Linked DNA regions of Aphis gossypii: region 1 is linked to region 2. The links are chromatin contacts, called in public Hi-C maps. All regions are on one chromosome and are shown on one strand. The core of a region is the stretch at or near the end of the contact, and the rest is flanking DNA. Distances in the headings are between cores, read along the strand shown.

Region 1 (6,528 bases), core at 1,173-3,672, 190 kb before region 2:
ATGGCCTGGTATGTCCCCGATCAGTGAATTTGACATGGTCACGCGCGTTAGACATCACGTCTGGACTAGTGGCAAATGGGTGGGCTAATAGGTGAGAAAATGAAAGAATATGCAGAGAGAACGACAGCAACCGTGGAATGATGACATGCATAGGTCTCATGCAAAGGATGGTAGACAACTAAGTAACAGACTAATATTCCTATGAAGTTGTCGAATCCGGCAGAGGATAAATACGCTAGATCTACCGCCGCTACCGACCGGTAGACGCGCTAACAGTAAGTTCAGTAATGGAACTAATGGAAGACGCGCGTGCTTAACACAAGCACGACGTTGACGACGAATTCAAGTGGATTAGTAGTGTTTTACTGTCTTACCTGGGCGAAGTCTTGTTCCAAATCGTCGGCGTACAGATCGATGTCCACGCCGTCGGCCATTTTTGTCATATTATCCGGACCAGCGGATTATGGAGAACCTCGACAACGGCGGCTGTAGCGGACAGACACAGTCACACACACAGACGCGCCGCACGTACACTGCGCACGCGCAGAGTCCAAAAACTTGGTGGTGGGGGTGTTGGACGCCGAGCGAGGAGGTTTTTCGTTGTTTACGAGGGACGGCGCCGTGCCGCCGTTATTAGCTGCAGGATGCAGCCCAGCCCGCAAAAATATTATTTTGTTGTTAAATCGCGGCGGCATGCAGTGCGGTAATACCAGCGGGAGACGATTATTGTAACCGACACGGAATTATCTAACCGTTGGCCACACCGTCAATCACAAACAACAACAACAACGCGGTCATTTAAACACTGATAATAATTAATTAGTATTTTACTATTTAGTATTTACTATTTACCACGATTAAAAAATGCCTATACCAGTAACCAATTTAACTTGTTAAATTAATAAAATATATTTTAAATTGTGTTATTCACGCATAAATGTCAATAAATGATTAATAATAATATATCACGGAATACACTATAGACCGTAGTCCCCACTTCCCAGTCATGTTTTTACGTCTTTGACTTATTAATTATTTTAATAAATCTCAAACATATAATAATATAAATTACCTATTGTAAGTTTAGAATTATAATTGAGACTAAAGTATTCAGTCTACTTAATACTCCATTTGACAAATCAATTAATAAACGAAATAAGGTACCCTTGAAAACTATTACCATTGAGAGGAAGCTTCAGATCCAATAGAATAATATTACAGTATTACATATTTACATCCCTCCCAAAGTAGCTTTAACAGGCCAGACTTGACGTCTTATAATAATATGATGGTCAGAAAATTTGACTGAAATCAATGGCATTACATGTCAACAAAATGAAAGTACATTTTACAATTATTATAGGTAGTTATTGTAAATTTAGGCTCATTATAATTTTGATGGCAAGTAGGGTAAAAAGTGCTAAGACCTTTATTTTGAACTTCTGAGGAGGCTTAGTAAAATTTCTATCTATGGAGAAACACTTGTCTTTTTATCGGAAAGAAACGGCAACGTGGCAATAACGGACAAGAACATCATCGATAATAATGTTAATTGTTAACGTGTGACATGGTCACGTGGACTTTCTGACCATCCTGACAAAATGTCAGCATGCCGCAATGCATCATCTGATATCCCAATAATTTCTAACTTTAAGTTTTCTTTTCGGTGTCACACTATACATTTCTGTGATGTTTTGCAAGCTTAATTTTGAATTTTTTAATTACTTTTTCCACCTCAAAATCCAAAATTCACAAAATAAAACCCATGAATTAACCGGCCCCATGATTGGTTTACATTTGGTGAACAATTTATTTATCAAAGCGCATACGCGGGGACCAGGATTTTTTTCTTACAAACTACAGCGATACTAACGTTGTCAGTCGCTTGCTTTAGAGATGTCATATTGTCATTATGTCGTTCGCGAACGAACGGACCTAATTGAACGAATCAAAGTAGTGATATCAGTATATCACAGAACAAAATATGAACGATATGATTCAGATCGCCGAAACGAGGTGATCCGAATCACCTGATATTTTTTTTCGTTTTGGTTCACACTGTCTCTTCCTAATCCCGAACCGAGCGAATCACGAACGTGAATCACCGTGTTTGATCGAAACAGTAGAACTGAATATTCCGTTCAATAATTTTGATTCATTATAGGCTTGAAATAATCCATCAGATCGCGAATGGGTCTTTAAGCCGTATCTTTTTGATGATCTGAAAGATTCAGATAACTTAAATGAACCATAATCCCATCCCTAGGGCTCGCTTCGCTGCTCTTGGACAAATAAAACAAAAATATCCCTCGACTTGCTATGCAACACCATCTTGAGTTGGTTAATCACAGAAACACTTGTCTTTTTATCTGAAAGAAACGGCAACGTGGCATTAACGGGCAAGATCACCGTCGATAATAATATTATGTTAAAGTGTGACATGGTCACATGGACTATCTGACCGACTGACCATCTATTCTGACAGAATGTCAGCAATCAGCATGTCGAAATGCATCATCTGATATCCCAATAATTTCTAACTTTTAGTTTTCTTTTCGGTGTCACACTGACAACTTTCAACGACTATTTTCACGAACAAAAAGTCAAAAATTCAAAATGGGTTTGTTTCATTCTTCGTTGTTTTAATGTCAGTATGTCAGTTACTTAGTTAACGGTTCAAAGTTTAAACTTCAATTTAGTGTGGCCGTACTAATGCACTCTAGTGTTGTGTCTCATTCTAGTGCTTCTTAGTTCTTTTAGTTTTTTCTATTACAGCGGTAAACGAAGTTCGATCTTTGGTGGTTGGACAAATAAACGATTTTGGTGTTTACTGTTAATAATGTTAATACTATAGACGGCTCATTGTTTGACTCATTCAGTGACGTTCAATGGTTCAGTGGCTCAGTCGTTATCCATTGAGAAATCGAGTCTTCAATTCTTTATTATATTGCTCGAACATTGATGTGAATTTTTGTGTTTTATGCTCTAAGCCTCTAACCTTGTAGGAGAAGTGATTTTTTGGAGATAGTTTTCGATTGTGCGCTATAATACGTTATACGTCTATTATACTCCCACCTCCGTTTTTGTAATTGTGAATACGTACCTCCAACCTGTTCGATTACGTTGAACGAATAGGTACAATCATTATTAATATTTCTTATGCGTTTTGAACGATATCATAATGCGTTTTAAGAGATACCTACGAGTTTAACCGATACATTTGTACATTATTAATAGTGACAAACTGACAACTTATAATGTATGTGTATTGTTCATGAAGAAGTTGCAAATAATATTCCATAGACATAAATACAACTATATTTATATGCCTTTGTGATACATATACCAAATAATTACTAATTAGTCTTCGACGATTTCATTTCTACGCTTTCGTATTTTCGTCAATCATGATGGACGGTAAGTACCTATCTATTTAATTATACGAAATTATTTTTAGTACTTATAAAATTTTTAATGGATTTCGAAAAAGATAACATTTTATAATCAGTGTTTGATTCATATGTATATAGCATAGACCTATCAACTAGTTTATAGGACCATGGTATACCTATTTTACCTATATTTTTATTTAGTTTACAAAACCAAATGATTTAATGAATCTATTCCGATATATTATATTAAAGAATAATTGAATAACTTAGTTTTAGTAATTATTGAGCTATTACAGTTTAATACTAGTAGCTAATAAATAAAAAAATTTAAAAAACTTAGTTTTTTATGTAAATTTAAATTTTAAAGCATTTTTATGTTTATTTAAACATAAATATTACAAATTTATGCACTCCTAGTTTGTAGTAAATATATAAAATAGTAAACTTAACATAATTCTTATAATTCAAATAAAATTGATATTGCAATCAAAACATTTAAATAAATTGTTATTTCTGCAATCTGTTGATTCATTATGATCCCTACAATTTAATTTTGACTAGTAGGTACCTACTTATGCTGTACATAATTTTTAATATAATATTATGTATGTATATTTTTTTAAATTGTTGAATTTATATTTTATAAAAAATATTTAATTTATAATACACCAGGGATGGCCAAACTTTTTTTGGTCACAACTACTAAAAATATACTTAACTTTTGAGGATCGACTTCCATAGAAAAAATTTATTATTGAATAACTAATGATAAAAAAACATTTAGGGCGCGTGGCTCTAAAAATAAATTCTAACATAATTGACTTTGAAGTTATCCGTGATCGACTTTTTGGCCGCCCCTGTAATATATTAACATATTACAAGGTCCATGTAAATCTTAAAGGAAAAATATAATTTTTATTTGTTATTTGTGTTATCTATAATATATAGCTATAAAACAGAATTAAATTTTTTTATAAAAAGAATCCGATACATCAAAACAATAAATGTTTTTAAATTTTGATCATAGGTGCAATTAGCCTAATTTTTTGGGGTGACTAAAGCATGTATATTTAAAAAATATACAATATAATATATATTTAAAAAATATACATGCTTAGTACCACAGAATTTAAAAATTACTAGTAATTACTAGATTAAGGTCGGGGGGACTAAATACCATTTAACATTGAACATCGATGTTTAAAATATGGTCCTTAACTTAAATGCCTATTAAAGTACCTTAAAATTTCCAAAAAGGAAAGTTAATAAATGTTTATAATTATTTCTTAAAATCTAGTAATCCACTGTCTGTTTATTATAATGCATATTTTGTATTAGTTTAATATAATATATATTATAGTATCTACCTATAATAATAATTTATTATATTTTAGAAATTCAAACTTGGTGGGAAATACCAAGTATTGTGCATTTTTGTGAAGTTTTCACTCTTATCACTAAAGATGTCAGTCGAATAGATATTAATGTAAGTACAGAATGTTTTGTCAAAAATTATATTCAATTTAATGAAGAAAAAAAATTAACAGTACCTACTTAGTTTGAAATTATTTTATAAAAATTCATGGGACATGTTCATAATAATTAAATAAACATGATAGACTAAAATGTATATAACTAAATATCTTAGAAAACATTTAATCTTACACAATGAATATTCAACTAGATTTTATTATAAAAAAATAAAGTTACTATTTAAAAAAAATTTACAGGAATTTGAAAATGCAATTGAAGAGAATTCATATTTGTTGACTGATATGGCTATTCGATTTACTAAAATTTGTGGTTTTTATGACCCAGGCACAAATGAATGGTGGAGTATGATGAAAAAAATTTTTCAAAGAAAATGCATTGTAAGTGCCAACATATTAATATGTTATTAATTTTTAAACATTATTTAATAAATTAAATTGTTTCAAAACAGTGTATTGAAGTAGATTTTACACACTTTCATGTATATTTTTCATATAGTTAAATTCAATTTCTATTTTGTGCTTTTTTTTTTTTTTTTATCAAGTTTATTATTTTTATTATAAACTTAATTTTCTTTTATCTTTCTCAATTTCTCAAATTTTATGATTTTTTATTTGAAAAGCAAATAATTTGTTAAACACATAAAATATTTTAAAAATACACATAAGATGAAGGAAAGCAGTAGTTCTACATTTCTTATTATTAGATTATTGCTTATAAATTACTTGTTTAATCCACTTTTGCAATTGAATTAGTAATTTATAATTATGTGAATTGGGACCTTTTCCGTTAGTTCACTACCATTACTTTTTTTGGTTTTTTCGTTCATTCACTATCGTTAATCCACAAACATATTATTTAGATTTTGAGGGTATAAAGTGTGCTTTATGTGTATATATTTACTACCAATAACTATATGCGTTTTTGAGCACTCGTCGCTATGCTCCTCGGTGCCGTCACTCTGCTCCACACAAATCAAAAATATCCCTCGACTTTCTATGCAAATCCACCTCAAATCTAACTTTGTTCTCAACCAAGTAGCTATTCAGCATTGGTCGGTAAGTCCCCTGTTATCTACTTAAGATGGATTTGCTTAGCAAGTCGAGAGATATTTTCGATTTGTGCGTAGCGGAACGACGAGTGCCGAAACACGTGTGTGTAGTCATTGGTAGTGAATAAACGGAAAAGGTCCGTGAATTGTTTTAAATTTAAACAAATTTTAATGCCCAAAGATATATAGTTAAGTGTTTAAAGTCCCAGACCCTAGTTATATTATATGCTTGTAAAAGATATAAAATTATAAATTTATAATGATGTATTGAATGTATTTTCCAGCTCTACAACTTTAAATATTCACTGGATTCCGCAACATATTTTGATGATTTAACTCGCAAACAAAAAGTTGAAGCTCTATACATTTATTGTCATTTTATTCTTGATGTTAAGCATATTCAAGATAAAATATCTAATAAACCTAACATATTGCACTTGTTAAATGTAAAACCACTAGGATATGACCTAAATAAATCAGTGTATTGGTATTTTGGTAGCAATAAATTATATAGAGAAGACTTTGATAATATACACGATCTATCTTCTAACTTACCAGTAGAACATGTAAGTTAAATGGACTCCATAATATTTT
Region 2 (6,714 bases), core at 1,220-3,719:
CTATATTTGCTTAATTATTTGTAATGTGAGCAGTACATTTTTATTTTGTTTTTGTATAATTTATTTTTCTGTAGAAAATTTTAATTTCTAATTCCCTAAAATCATGTTGTTGACATAAGTTAGTTATATTTCATGCATGCTATTCACTAGTTTAAAATAAACTACTAAGCATTTATATAATTTTACAGGTCTGACAAATTAAATCTGGATAAATGTAACCTGTAGGAATCATATTCATTTTTTTTGTTTAATTCAAATACAAATTTAAGTTATGTTTAATAAATTTTTATTGTTTTATTTTATTTTAGAAAAACTGAACAAGTTGATGGAGAATAAATGGGATAGTTGTTCCAACATTGTTAGGTTGTCATACAGTATGATTTTATTTCTGCAAGAGTTAGATACTATATTTATACAATATATACTCACAATTCACATCAATGTCAAACTGTTCCGAATCATTCTTGTTAAATTTATATAATGTAGGTATATTTATTTATGTCATATGTGTCATTTTTAATGTTAATGTCTGTTTTTGCACTACCTCAAACAAAAATGCACCAATTTTAAATGTTACCAAGTTTTATTGTATTAAAGCTATTCATAAAAATATAAATATATACATAGGTTTTATTAGTTAAAATAAATAAATGCCTATTACAGTAATGAAACAATTATCAACCCAGAGGTCACAATAATAACTAGTAACAATATTTCTTTAAAACTGCTTGGATCATCTGCATAGCGATTTTTGATGGTTAATCTTCGTTTTTTCATTTCAAATAATGGTATAATAATATTTAATATATCTGGTATCATCAAAAAGAGGTCTCTTATCACCTAAAAACAAAACTATTGTGAGTAATTTATAAACAATAAAATTAAATCTATTTAAAACATCAATCATTTTTTAGATAGTAAAGTAATGGCATTGGGATATTATTCAGAATAAATCAAAAGTTAAAAACAAATAAAACTAAAAAAAAGTATGCATCAACAAATTCAAAGAATAGTAAAAATATAGAGCTAGTTTTGCTTATAGAACATTTAATTTTAGCTAAAACTTGATTTCATAAGTATGCAAAATAAAAAATAAGTATCAAGTACAAATTCATAACTAAAACTGATAATACTGATAATTCATGACACGCTATGTATAAGTGTATAGCGTATTAACAGATAATATGTACCAAACATGATGTTTTCTTAGTATGAACTTGTATTCTAATGTATAATTAATAGAGTAGATTAATCACAGTTAAGCCGTATCATGTTGAACATTGAATGAGGTCATTTACTCGATACCAATAATAAATACTTAGTAAAGTTGATTAATTAACATACATTACAGATTAGATTAAATATAATACATCTATATTTTATTTTACTATATTTTAGGCTAACTTTTAATTAATTTGTAAAAAAATCTTACTTGATGTGCAAATCCACTTCCTCCAATTACATTAATAACAAACTGATCGAAGCCAGCAGCCAACATATGTATTAAGCCCACAGCAATGATAGAAAACAAATGGAATTTATTTATTTCTTTTCTGCGATCACATATTGTGTACAAAATACCAGTGGAATATAGTTCAGTAATGGTGAAGAATATCTGATGATTCCATTGCGAATAAAAATCGTCGTTCCAATAGTTGACAAACGACCACCTTGAAAATATTGCATTGTCAAAGCTTAGCAGCTAGTAAACACAGAAATTTATGCGAGCTGCGCATAACTAACCACGAGTAATAGTGAGAGAACATCGACAAAATAAACAACAACATCATGTTGTAGCGTATCTGCTTGTCGATGCACAGCCTGACAATGTTTTTCACGCTTTCGTACAGCACAATCGTGCATACAGCCGTAATCGCCCAGATTTTAAACATATTGTCTGTAGCGTTGAAGTACATATGTTTATATCTAGCAACACCTGCTTCGTAAGGACCTAAAACAAAAATTTCGTATTTGAAAACCAACAACCTATTCGTTTTAAAATCCTCTGTACAAATGTACGCAGAATTACCCATACCTTTGAACACAGTGTCCCAACAGGAACACGTACAGTGTTCCTTGTTGACGTTTACATTGAAGTCGCTCCAGAATTTTTCCAGAATCAGTATGTGGATTGCTGGTAAGAAGACGGGTACGAGGAGCGCTATGCATTGTGTTTTTTTTGACGGGACATTGGTCGGTGTGGTCAACATCATTGTCATTTATATAAAAAAAAAAATGACAACTTCCTACCTACTAATAGCCGCTACATACTGCGTTAAATATAAACATTAAGCGACTGGTCTGGAATTTTCCGAGTGATGGGTTTTTGTGTGACTATAACACAAAAACACACATTTACATTTGTTTGCGTTGTACACTTGTACACGCATTTGACGCATAAGTCATTACGCATGTCTCATATTGAATTTTTGGTTTATATTAGGTATATAAGCATAATCACGAAGGATCGACTGGCGACTAAATTCTGTTGACTGTCGTGATATCAGATATATTATTGTTTATAGGTAGTATAAACATGTCTGATAAGTGATAACCATTATCACACTTCATAACAGTCGTAGCTCGGAATGTCCGAGTCCGAGTACTCGTGTAACAAATATAGTGGAATGTGGATTCACACATTGTGACAAGTCAAAAGACAACAGTTACATAAATTTTACATAAACTAGTGAAAAATAACGTCGAACTACCAAATGATTGTAAAGGCTAAAGGTCGAAAACTCAAGTCTAGTGTTTAGTCAAATTTCTCTGAAAATAAAACTATTTAAAAGAGAATAACTAAGGATAGGAAATCTCAATTTAGACCTGTCTAAGGTTTTAGTGAATAAATGAACAAAAATTCTAAATTAAATTTTACATAATATTATTTATGCGTTCAAACATAACAATTAAACTTATGCGAATAGATATTTTTTGTAATATCTAAAATAATTTCCAGGCAGTTATTCAATTATTACAGTGGTTTAAAATTTAAACATTAAAATCGATTCTAATTATTTTAATCATAATCTGAAATAGACCAATATAAAAATTATTTTATAATATTTCCATTAATACTTTATAAAAACATCAATGAATTAATATGGTTCAGAGTTTCTGAGCCTATACAATTATACACTATATAGATAACATGATAATCACAATTTACAAAGATTGCATTGGGTGTTATAAATGTTTAGAGTAAATTTATCTCTATATAATAGAGAGTTAATTTTAAAATTTTAATTTTGTTGTTTTTTTTTTTCAGAAAAATGTAATACTATGCTGTAGATTAAAAAATAGTATTTACAAGTTTTCCTTCAAGTTTTGATATGACTGAATTTTAAGAATTAAAATTTTGTATAAAAATATTAGTAATTTATAAAAGTTTATATATTAAAATTTTGTTTGAAAAGAAGCATCTACATAATATTCAAAATCCTTATAGATTTTACCATAAAGCTATTTTGAACTTTTAGTTTAAATTAAAATAAAAAAAAAGTACAAACTTATAATTAAGTAATGATTAAAATTTGTTTTTATTATATTTAAATAAAATATAATAATAAATATGATTGTAATAATTAATATTGTATAATTTTAATAACAATTATTGCAATAGTCAATTTAATTTAAAAGATATCATATATAATATTATTTATAAAAATGTAATTAAATAATAGTTATACCATTAATTATACAAATAAAAAAAATAAATGTTTATTTGTGTACAATGTGCAATATTTTTAATTTAACACTTAACTTAAATAATATTAGTATATTTTTAAATTAATGCATGAAAATATTCCATACTAACGTGCAATTAAAATGAATAAAAGTAAAGAAATATTCAACAGGTCTATTTTACCAATTTATAATGATTCTATATCACTATATCATTCCCCATTAATTACGAATTGAATTAATTTATAGTTCATACATTAAATATAAAACACATGAAATATTATAGTCATTACACATACTAGATAATTATTGAAGAACACTCGCTGAAATAAAATATTTAATATTATAACTAATTTAAAATCTACTATCTTATCTTAATTAAATATTAAATACATAAATAATTCAAATTCAATTTTAAATTTAAACTTAAACTTATTTTGTTTATAGCTCTTTAATAAAAATGAACATGTTGTTATATTATATTATATATTGTAGTAATAATAAATTCATATTAAAGCTATTAATAATTTAGTATATGTAAACATGCTTTATTTACAGCCTTCAACATAATTTCCTGGGAATAAGCCTGTGATACCGTCCATTACACCTTCCCACCAACCATCATCATTTTTCTTTAAGACATAAATAACTGAATTTTCTTGAAAGCTTAATTCATCGTCTTTGTCAGCATAATAATCATAAATTGCAATTACTGAAATATAAATTATTTATTATAACTTAATATGTATAATATACATGACTAAGAAATTTCAAACTTACCTTTTTCCAAATAATTCTTAGGAACCCATCCAGGAAGATCAGGTTCTTGGGGCACAATTGGACCAGCAGCAATATGACCAAAATGATCTTCTGGAGGTGGTGGCAATGGTGGAGAAGCTGATGCTTGTCTAGTATGTTGTTGTTGAGGGGAAGTGACTACTGCAGATGAAGAATGATATTGAGATGAGTTTTTTAAAATACCTGGTAACTGTGAGGTATTTGCACGGTAGTGGTCAGTAGATGTTAGTTGGGGAATGTTCGAGCGATAATGATCTGTAGTTGGCTGTTGTGGGATATTTGAGCGATAATGATCAGTGGATGATTGTTGAGATAAATTTGAACGATAATGGTCAGTAGATGATAATTGCGATGTATTTGAGCGATAATGATCTGTTGATTGTTGAGATATATTTGAACGATAATGGTCTGTAGATGACTGTTGAGAATTATTTGAACGGTAGTGGTCAGTATTTGATGAAAAAGGAGCCTGATGGAGATGATGATCCAACAAATCTGGTCCAACTCCCATTCTTGTATTTAATGTATGAGGAGATGGCGGAGCTAAAATATAATAATGATTAATGATTATAGATTAGAGGTAAGATTCATAATACAAATTTAAAATTACGTACGAGGCATTGAGTTTAAAGATGAAGGCTGTTCAGATTGCTGCATTGGATGCACCATGCCAATGATTGGAGATGGTTGTATGCTACTAGACGAAGATGTGTGATGTAAAGGCAGAGTATTATAACCAGGTCCCTTTTCGCGTCTGACATGGCCAAGAGGATAATTAGGAGCATAATGACTGGGAACTTGAGGTGGAGCAACAGCAGGAGGTGTACGATATTCACGAGACCCCTTACTCAATGATCCAGTAGCTCGTATTACTGCTGGAGGAGTAGGTGGTTTGATTGTAGGAGCAGGACCAACAGATGACATATTAGTTGAAGCACTAGAACTGTTTGAAATTGGTTGACGAACCATACGGGGAGTATTACGAACACCATGGCCAATATCATCGAGTGCTAAAAAAATAAAATGAATACAAATTACATACAATTTGAAACAATTATTTTAAAAACTAAATTTTTCTGATGGTTTTGTTACTAGACAGTTTCTCCTTTCGTAACTTATGTAACTTATGATAAAAAAATGTTTGAACATTTGCTTATTTTACAAATAAATAATATTGATTATAAAGACTCTATTAATAATAATAATAAAAAATTTTTTAATTAGTTATGTCAGCTGGGTTTGTAAGTTCATGTTCTAAAAAATGACTAAATAAGCATGCGCTAATGCACTAAAAATCCAAAACCATGCATTTAAAATATGATTAAAAAAGAAAAAGAAATCATAAGTAATATTTTAATATTTTTTATTGATATTGATGAATTAAACAATACGTATACACACATCACAATAATGGCTGAAATAGTGAGACTCGAGAATAAACCACTGGAAAAAAATTGATTGACCAAATAAAAAAATGACTATAGTGTTATTTTTAAAAATTTTATACTGCGACAATTCCCATTTTATATTTTAGATAGAGCATTATTGTTTTTTTCATCAAATGTTGGCCAAAAATATACTAAATATATTTAATAAATAAAAAAACCTTAAATATGCAAAAAGAACTTAACCGTGGTACCTCAAAAAAGCTTTCTATCATCTAACATTAATATGGACTTAACAAGATTGATATGTAAATGCATGAACTCATGAGCCCTAGACTTATGTGGATTATATATTATATATTATTATTATTATGTTCTCAAAACAAAAAGTAATAGATACCTGTAAAATCGATTGGTTTTCTAACATATTTAATAGGCTTTTCTGGATTAGCTGGTGCAATGATTTTATACTGACGGTTGGTCGTTTTATTTGCTGTCAAAACACCAATTTCTCGTCTAGCAACTTTTTCTTTGTGAATCATTACATTCTAAAAAAAAATATATATTGATATAGTTTTTACGATTAGTATCTAAGTACTTATTATTCAACTCATACACATTATACATGTATATACTCAGGTCACAGAGTAGGTTTTACAAGAGACATGGGTTGGTTACTCCCTAAACCTTTTAAAGTGTAAACATATAGTGTAGTAACTATAATAGTGATTATAGACATCAAAATATAAAAACTATCATTATATAAGAAAAAAATATATATGTAATATAGAACATAAAATTACTTATCATGTACCTATAAAAAAAAAAAAGTGAGATGTATAAATGT

The links. Hi-C and Micro-C count contacts between places; a contact is called where the count stands out from the background.
Region 1: a Hi-C map of whole body shows a contact between it and region 2, with 4 times the contacts expected there. The contact joins the promoter of LOC114129814 here to the promoter of LOC114128885 in region 2. A contact is called at or near these places in 2 of 2 Hi-C or Micro-C datasets (both in whole body).

What each region holds. Positions count from the first base shown.
Region 1 is chr3:43,288,758-43,295,285 of ASM2018417v2, reverse strand. It overlaps LOC114129814, which reads left to right and starts at 2,422. Exons shown (of 5, transcript XM_027994659.2): 1 at 2,422-3,417; 2 at 4,787-4,878; 3 at 5,123-5,263; 4 at 6,219-6,500. The coding sequence starts at 3,408. LOC114129808 (cleavage and polyadenylation specificity factor subunit 6-like) reads right to left here and starts at 584. Exons shown (of 12, transcript XM_027994649.2): 1 at 375-584. The coding sequence starts at 443.
Region 2 is chr3:43,097,961-43,104,674 of ASM2018417v2, reverse strand. It overlaps LOC114128885, which reads right to left and starts at 2,469. Exons shown (of 4, transcript XM_027993489.2): 1 at 2,036-2,469; 2 at 1,744-1,951; 3 at 1,433-1,670; 4 at 565-840. The coding sequence starts at 2,219. The coding sequence ends at 658. LOC114128875 (abl interactor 1) reads right to left here. Exons shown (of 6, transcript XM_027993478.2): 3 at 6,268-6,415; 4 at 5,097-5,492; 5 at 4,465-5,025; 6 at 3,516-4,396. The coding sequence ends at 4,233. All of the region lies in intron 1 of LOC114128857, which reads right to left. It overlaps LOC114128881 (glycerol-3-phosphate dehydrogenase [NAD(+)], cytoplasmic), which reads left to right. Exons shown (of 9, transcript XM_050202659.1): 9 at 309-651. The coding sequence ends at 336.